3 separate regions of the Danio rerio genome follow, and all the other regions are linked to region 2. The links are chromatin contacts, called in public Hi-C maps. All regions are on one chromosome and are shown on one strand. Each heading gives the region's core, a stretch centred on a gene start, on an enhancer-like site or on the middle of the called end of the contact. The rest is flanking DNA. Distances are from core to core; before and after follow the strand shown.

Region 1 (2,700 bases), core at 137-2,636, 490 kb after region 2:
AATATCTCTTTTATAACATAAAGAAAGCATCATCCACCATTTAACTGATAGGGGTAAAGTTGGTTTATATTCGCTCATTCGGACTTTCCCCTTAATAATATAATTTTATAAAAGTATTATTTGCAAACTCTAATTAGCGAAATCATATTAGCAGCCAATGACTATCAAAGTACAACATTGTTCACAATCAAATAAACAGTGTTAAGTCAAGGCAAGTTTATTTATATAGCACATTTCATACACAGTGGCAATTCAAAGTGCTTTACATAATAAGAATAAAAGAAACGAGTATAAGAAAAATAAAAGCAAATAATAAAAATGATAAAAAAACAAAAAAAGATAAAATGTAATATAAAAGAATAAAAAAGAAGAGAAAACATAATAGTGCAATCTGTCAGACGCAGCACAGTGCTCATTCAGTAAAGGCACAGCTAAACAGATGTGTTTTCAGTCTTGATTTGAATGTGCCTAATGTTGGAGCACATCTGATCATTTCTGGAAGCTGATTCCAGCAGCAAGGGGCATAGTAGCTGAAAGCTGATTCACCCTGCTTTGAATGAACTCTTGGAACTTCTAGTTAATGGGATCCTAAAGATCTGAGTGATCTGTTAGGTTTGTATTCAGTCAGCATATCTGTAATGTATTTAGGTCCTAGGCCATTTAGTGATTTATAGACAAGTAATAATACTTTAAAGTCTATTCTGACTGTAACTGGGAGCCAGTGTAAAGACCAGAGGACAGGTGTGATGTGCTCTGATTTTCTGGTTCTGGTCAGAATCCTGGCCGCAGTGTTCTGGATGAGCTGCAACTGTCTGACTGTCTTTTAGGAAGACCAGTTAATGTTGTTTTCAAGTCCTAGATGCATGCTAATTCCCATCGAATATTCAAAGTAAAATAGTAAACAATATAGAGACTTCTTAATGAACGGATGTGCGAATATAAAACCAACCTTACCTCTATTGTAAACTGCAGTAACGTTAGTTCAGATAACATTACCTTTCATTTTCTGAGTCACTCGAGATTTCTTCATTCATTCGTTTACTGAACCTTTTGGATCTCCCTTTGCCGTCGTCTGTATTACTCTTGACATGCCGAATATGAACATAAAAACGTTATTATTACACAATATCAGAGAGATGTGCATCAAATAACATCATGAACGCTACAACTCTACTTTTAAGTCTCATTTAGCTCAATTCAAACGTACCTTTCGTTTTAAATCTCCTTTATTCGTTGCTGAAGAGACGAGTTTTTTCTTTATGAAGAAGGACGACATGATGGCGTTTTTACTTAACTGATTTTTAGAAGTAATTTGAGGATGTTTAAGTTTATTTAGTGCTCTCTGCTGGCACTCACATGGTCACAAACACATGCTTCCGGAGGCTCTTCTTCTGGGTTGGTTTACACGAGTGTGTTTGAGATACAGCGCTGCTCACTGGACAGAGCAGACATTACAGACGCACTTAATGACTGAATGAAACTCATGTTTTAAAAATAGTAATACATTAAATAATATACACATGCATACATAGTTAACTTAGTAAATAATATAATACTAGTTAAACTTATACTGTAAATAATAAATACAAACACACACACACACAAACACACACACACAATAGTGATAAATAAAAAGTACATGAAATAAAACACACAACACAAACATATGCAATAAATCAAGTACAGTATACTATGCTGGCAACACGGTGGCACAGTGGGTAGCGCAGTCACCTCACAGCATGAAGGTTGTGTTCCCTGAGTTCCGGCTGGATCAGTTGGCAATTCTATGTGGGGTTTGCATGTTCTCCCCATGTTGGCGTGGGTTTCCTCGGTATGTCCTGGTTTCCACCACAGTCCAAACACATGCGCTATAGGTGAATTGAATAAACAAAAATGGTCGGTTGTGTGTGTGTGTGTGTGTGTTTGTGTGTGTGTATGTGTGTGTGTGTGTGTGTGTGTGTGTGTGTGTGTGTGTGTGTGTGTGTGTGTGTGTGTGTGTGTGTGAATTAATGAGAGTGTATGGGTGTTTCACAGTACTGGGTTGCAGCTGGAAGGGCATCCGCTGTGTAAAACATATGCTGGATAAGTTGGTGGTTCATTCTGCTGTGGCGACCCCTGATGAATAAAAGAACTAAGCTGAAAAGAAAATGAAGAAAATAAAAATGATATATGTTATTATATAATGATAATAAAAAGTGAAACAATACAATAAAATATACACATACAAACATAAAAATATAATAAAACAATTCATAAGAATAATAATAAAATTTTAAAAAGTTGCAAATATTTTTACTATTATTATTAATAATGTTCACAATAACCAAAGTAATTAATAATCTTTATTATTTATTGTTTTCTTATTGCATGTGTTTGTGCAAATATGTTTTAATATAGTGTGAGTGACTATTACGATTGGTGACTGTCCTGGTCAGCTGCTTTCTGCACTCTCTCTCTCTCTCTCTCTCTCTCTCTCTTTCTCTCTCTCTCTCTCTATCAGTTTGAGTCTCAGTGTTGCAGTGTGTTATTGTTGTCTTCTTCGCCTCCTCTGTTAGGGTGAACTGACTCAGTGTAATGAGTGTCTGTGTAATGGACTGACCTGCACATCATGTACATCTGTCAGTGTAATGGTTTCCGCTGCTCTTAAGTGCAAAGACCAAACACAACTCCATCAAGCTCCCTAAAGTGCTGGATAAACTC
Region 2 (2,700 bases), core at 96-2,595:
AGATAATAATCACAATTTTTTTTTTTTAAAAATCACAATAATCCTAAAGCTTAAATGTTTAACTTTGCAGTGAATTTATCTAGTTACATAGATTCTGTATATTAAACTATTTTATATTACATTTATTGTATTTATATTATATTAACCCTTTGATGCACAAGCTATAAAATAGATATAGAAAAAATAAACAGACGGGTCAATTTAGACCCATGAAGTGCATTAAAGGGTTAAACTTATATAAACTACAAAACGCCAGTGGCCACATAATATAATATAATATAATATAATATAATATAATATAATATAATATAATATAATATAATATAATATTTTTCCCAGTGATGGGTTGCGGCTGGAAGGCCATTCAGCATAAAAACGTGCTGGATAAGTTGGCGGTTCATTCCGCTGTAGCGACCTTGGATTAACAAAGGGATTAAGCCGAAAAGAAAATGAATGAATAAATGAATGAATGAATGAATATAATATAATGTAATGTAATGTAATATAATATTATATAATTCGAACTATATAATTTATTAAAAATATTTATACATATTTTAAACGCTTTATATAAAAGAAAACAGCCCCATTCCTTATTTTAATGCTTTGAAACGAATAATATAATACAATAAATATAATATAATATAATATAATATAATACAATATAAGATAAGATAAGATAATAAAATATAATATAACATCTTAGAAGGAAATAATAATCTAGAATTTAGAAGTTAGAATTTAACTAGTCATATAGATTCTGTATATTAAATTATGATATTTTACATTATATGCATATTACATTAAGCTCTTAGAAACTATAAAACGCTAGTGACCATCTCATAAACCCTAAAAGTCATATTATTGACAAAATACAATCATTAAACTCTACATGGTTTGTAAATAAATAACATATCATATGCAAACTTGACCCTATGTGAAACATCCCAACCAAACTCTTCACAGCACATGACTAATATAAACAGGTTTTAAAGCTGTCCTCCGCCTCTGTCTGGCCTTGAGTCATCAGCATGACAGCATGACATCATTTACACATGACAGCAGTACATTATCAACAACTCAGACAAGCACTGAATGCAGACTTACAGCAATCACGTTGACGAAAGTGGTTTTCCCGGAGTACTGAAGGCCCACCAGCGTGAGCTCCATCTCCTCCTTCCAGAAGAGCGACCTGATCCAGTCGAGGAGCCGGTGGAAGAGGGACAACATCTCTGCGCTGCTGCGGGACAAATCCGACGGTCAGGATGATGAGTCTGTGTTCCTGCTGGAGATAGGAAAAAAAGTCTGAAAGAGGAAGCGGCTCGAGTCATGTGACATCAGCTGACGCGCATCAAACGTGCCGCTCAACCTTGACGCTAACTTTCAGAATAAAAGTCCGATAGAACAAAAGTCCTATAGTATTTGTTTATTTATTTTTATTTTTGTATTTATTTTTTATGATTATGCTTTAAACAACAGATACATGAAACAACAATGCCCGCGTGATAGAAGGTAAATAATAATAAAAAAATATTTAAAAATAAGGAAACAAAACAAACACAAAAAACAAGAGTATAAATAATCAAACCCAATACTTACAATTACAAACAAGCAGGACCTTTACATTAATCAAAAATTATGAAAATAGAGCACAAATGGCAGTTTTAATGTTGAATAATACAAAAGTAATTTTTCAGTTCCTTATAAAACGTAAATCAGGGTTTTTGTTGAAAATTGTACACTTATGAATATGAAACTTAATCAACAAAATAAATAGATTATTAACAAAACTTCATTATTCAGATTATTATAATTAACATATCTTGATAGTGTTATGTTTATTGTAATGTCTCCCCCCCCCCCCCCCCCCCAAAAAAAAATTAATTATGTCATCATTTACTCTCCCTGTGGTTGTAATCCTATTTGAGTTTCTTTCTTCTGCTGAACATAAAGAAGATATTTAGAAAAATGCTGGTTGTTGGGATCGATTGACTTCCATAGTATTTTTTGGAAGTAGATGTGTAACAATCTTAAAATTAAAATATATAATTTTGTGTTTAACAGAAAAAGAAACTCAAATATTGTGAATAAGTGAATGGTGAGTAAATGATGACAAAACTTTTCTTTTTGGGTGTACTTGAACTTCAATGGACATACATTTCATAATACTGAGGATATATATAAGAATATATAATTTCTACACTCTAAGAAACAAAAAGTACATGCGCTGTCACTGGGGTGGTACCTTTTCAAAAGGTACAAATTTGTACCTAAAATGTCCACATTAATACCTCAAGGGTTCATATTAGTACCTAAAAAGTACAAAAGTGTTCCACTTAAAATGTTTAGGTACTAATGTATACTTTAAGGTACCAGTGTGTACCCTTTAGGTACAAACGTGTACCTTTTGAGAAGGTACCACCCCAGTGACAGCTCGTGTATTTATTTCTGAGAGAGTATATACAGTATATTTTTTACTTTTATTAAAACGCCATTTTCAGAAAGGAAGCAGGTTAAACTGACTTCTGAAATAAATATGTGCTATATTTGCTGTGAAATGTCTTTGTATGTTTTAATTTTCATAGTTAAAAGAAGGAAAGAAACATAAAAACGTAGCCAAATAAATAACGTTCTAGAAAAAAACAACGCTTTTTTAATGAAATAAAAATAAAATGAACAAGCAAGAAATCAAAAGAAGAT
Region 3 (2,700 bases), core at 140-2,639, 280 kb before region 2:
TAAATAATTAATAAAAACAATAATGTTAATAATATTAATTTCATATAATTTTAAGCCCCTAAAATCATGTCTGCATTAATTATTAAAATAGGTCACAAGTTAGGGTGTTCAATTTTCTGAACTAAGCTAAAACAATTATTCCAAAATTAAAAACATAAATAATATTAATAATAATAATAATAATAATAATAATATTGTTGTTGTTGTTGTTGTTGTTGTTGTTTCTTGTCATTTTAAGATCATAAAAATCAAGTCTGAAATAATTATGAAATATGTCATAGGTTAGGTTAGGGTGTTACATTTTCTAAACTAAGCTAAAATAATTTCTTCAAAATAATAATAATAATAACAATAATAATAGTTTCTTGTCATTTTAATATTTTAAAATCATCTCTGCATAATTATGAAAATATAATTATTAGGGTGTTAGATTTTCTAAACTAAGCTAAATAATTACTTTAAAATAATAATAATAATAATAATAATGTCTTGTCATTTTAAGATTTAAAAATAATCTCTGCATAATTCTGAAAATGTCATAGGTTAGGGTGTTAAATTTTCTAAACTAAGCTAAAATAATTTCTTCAAAATAATAATAATAATAACAATAATAATAGTTTCTTGTCATTTTAATATTTTAAAATCATCTCTGCATAATTATGAAAATATAATTATTAGGGTGTTAGATTTTCTAAACTAAGCTAAATAATTACTTTAAAATAATAATAATAATAATAATAATGTCTTGTCATTTTAAGATTTAAAAATAATCTCTGCATAATTCTGAAAATGTCATAGGTTAGGGTGTTAAATTTTCTAAACTAAGATAAAATAATTTTTTTCAAAATCAAAAACAAATAATAATAATAATATTTTGAATAAAAACAACCACAACAACAACAACAATAATAATAATAATAATAATAATAATAATAATAATAATAATAATAATAATAATAATAATTTTAAAACCTTTAAAATCATGTCTGCATTAATAATGAAATGAGGTCATCGGTTAGTTTGTTAAATAAATTATATTAAATTATGTTAATTAGCACAGTAACTCTGACAGATCAAAATTGTAAAATAACAAATATTTTATAACTAAATTAAATAAATATGAAAATAAAATAAAACAAAAAATGTGAGAAACAAAAAACAAGTGAAAGCTCCCTGCGCTGTAATATGAATAACTTGAAAATATTTGATTGTGTATATTAGTCTGTATTGTATTTATAGTTAATGTAAATGCATGAAAAAAAAATCATGAAACTCACCTGTTCCCAGGAAGAGCACCTCATAGTTTCCGTCGGCCGCTGTGACCTGATCCACAGTGATGGTTGTGAACTCATAGTCCACGTTGGTCCTGACCACCAGAGGGCGCTTGTGCACTGGATACACGGAGTTATACATGGTGGGATGATTCCGCATGAAGTTGATGACCTCGTCTGGGTAGTCCTTAGTGGACTTCATGTTCGGGGTGAAAGTCCCACCAGGACACTGAAAAACAAACAAGCAAACAAACCCATTGTAAAAAAAAAAAAAAAAAAAAAAAAAAAAAAAAAAAAAATCCATTGTATTGAAATGCTGAAGATTAACTTTATACTAAATGATTAACAGTTTCAATCGGTGCTTCAGCTTGTTTAAAGTTTGACTATTAAAGGGACAGATAAAAAGTACCAACATCACCAACAGCACAAAAGAATATATTTTAAAGAATGTTGAAAAGTGGTTACTACTGACATCCATAGTAGGAATTAACTTACAGTGGAAGTCAATGGCTACTAACATTCTTTAAAGTATCTTTTTTTTTGCATTCACAAACAACACAAACGAAGATATTTTGAAGAATGTTGGAAACTGGTTACCATTGACATTTGTAGTAAGAATTAAATATTTGGAGGTTAATGGCTTCAAACATTCTTCAAAATATCTTCTCTTGTGTTCACCAACAACACAAAAAATGATATTTTGAAGAATGTTGTAAACTGGTTAACGTTGACATCCATGGTAGGAATTAAATATACTATGGAATTAATGGCTCCTAACATTCTTCAAAATATCTTCATTTGTTTTCATCGACAACACAAAAGAAGATATTTTGAAGAATGTTGGAAACGGGTTACCATTGGCATCTGTAATAGGAAATGAAATATACCATGGAAGTCTAACATTCTTCAAAATATCTACTTCTGTGTTCAACAGATGAAAGAAACTGATCTGAACTGAAATGATGACAGTTTAATTTTTTGGGGTGAACTATTAACCTTCAGCAGCAGGTCTAGATTAATGTTACTCACTAGTTTGCCAATAATCCGTCTTAATATCAGTATTCTGGTACATAAGGCAGAACTTACTGTTCCCGGACGGGGGTAGGGGATTTTCCCAGTGTAGGCCACCCACTGGTAATTGGGACCTTCTTTGTGGGCAAAAGGTCCATTGAACACCATCCGAATGTCCGCCATGGAGTAGACGCAGACCGCCGAGCCCTTGAATACAGAGCTGGAGGGGAAAATATGAGCGTTTTTGTTAGAAAGTTCATATGTGGAACTAAGTGCTGCTAGAGGTGGAAAGAGAAAAAAGCAGATGCAAACACCTTCCAGAGTTAGTTACAGTTTCCAGATGGAGGAAAAGCTGAGACTCACCCGGACACAGAGAAGACCCCGTAGATGACTGGGTTTTTAGTGTCCTGCGTGGGCT

The links. Hi-C and Micro-C count contacts between places; a contact is called where the count stands out from the background.
Region 1: a Hi-C map of an unstated tissue shows a contact between it and region 2, with 2.9 times the contacts expected there. The contact joins the promoter of rrp9 here to the promoter of arl8bb in region 2. A contact is called at or near these places in 1 of 18 Hi-C or Micro-C datasets (an unstated tissue) and 1 of 4 datasets of contacts at active chromatin or transcription factors (embryo).
Region 3: a contact with region 2 is called in a Hi-C map of hematopoietic stem cells, with 3 times the contacts expected there. The contact joins the enhancer-like site here to the promoter of arl8bb in region 2. A contact is called at or near these places in 6 of 18 Hi-C or Micro-C datasets (caudal fin, embryo, fibroblasts and 2 more) and 2 of 4 datasets of contacts at active chromatin or transcription factors (caudal fin and embryo).

What each region holds. Positions count from the first base shown.
Region 1 is chr11:38,627,660-38,630,359 of GRCz12tu, forward strand. It overlaps rrp9 (ribosomal RNA processing 9, U3 small nucleolar RNA binding protein), which reads right to left and starts at 1,387. Exons shown (of 15, transcript NM_001118895.1): 1 at 1,208-1,387; 2 at 997-1,082. The coding sequence starts at 1,276. si:ch211-213o11.11 reads left to right here and starts at 2,405. Exons shown (of 2, transcript XM_021479881.3): 1 at 2,405-2,700.
Region 2 is chr11:38,140,380-38,143,079 of GRCz12tu, forward strand. arl8bb (ADP-ribosylation factor-like 8Bb) reads right to left here and starts at 1,346. Exons shown (of 7, transcript NM_001326478.1): 1 at 1,108-1,346. The coding sequence starts at 1,230.
Region 3 is chr11:37,857,277-37,859,976 of GRCz12tu, forward strand. sema3fb (sema domain, immunoglobulin domain (Ig), short basic domain, secreted, (semaphorin) 3Fb) reads right to left here. Exons shown (of 18, transcript XM_068224391.2): 10 at 2,646-2,700; 11 at 2,358-2,502; 12 at 1,278-1,500. Among named protein-coding and RNA genes, the nearest start is that of zgc:112970, 66 kb to the right of the region's middle. Within about 2 kb of position 1,390, at least 5 of the 62 cell types and tissues checked have an H3K27ac peak or open chromatin away from gene starts, as enhancers often do.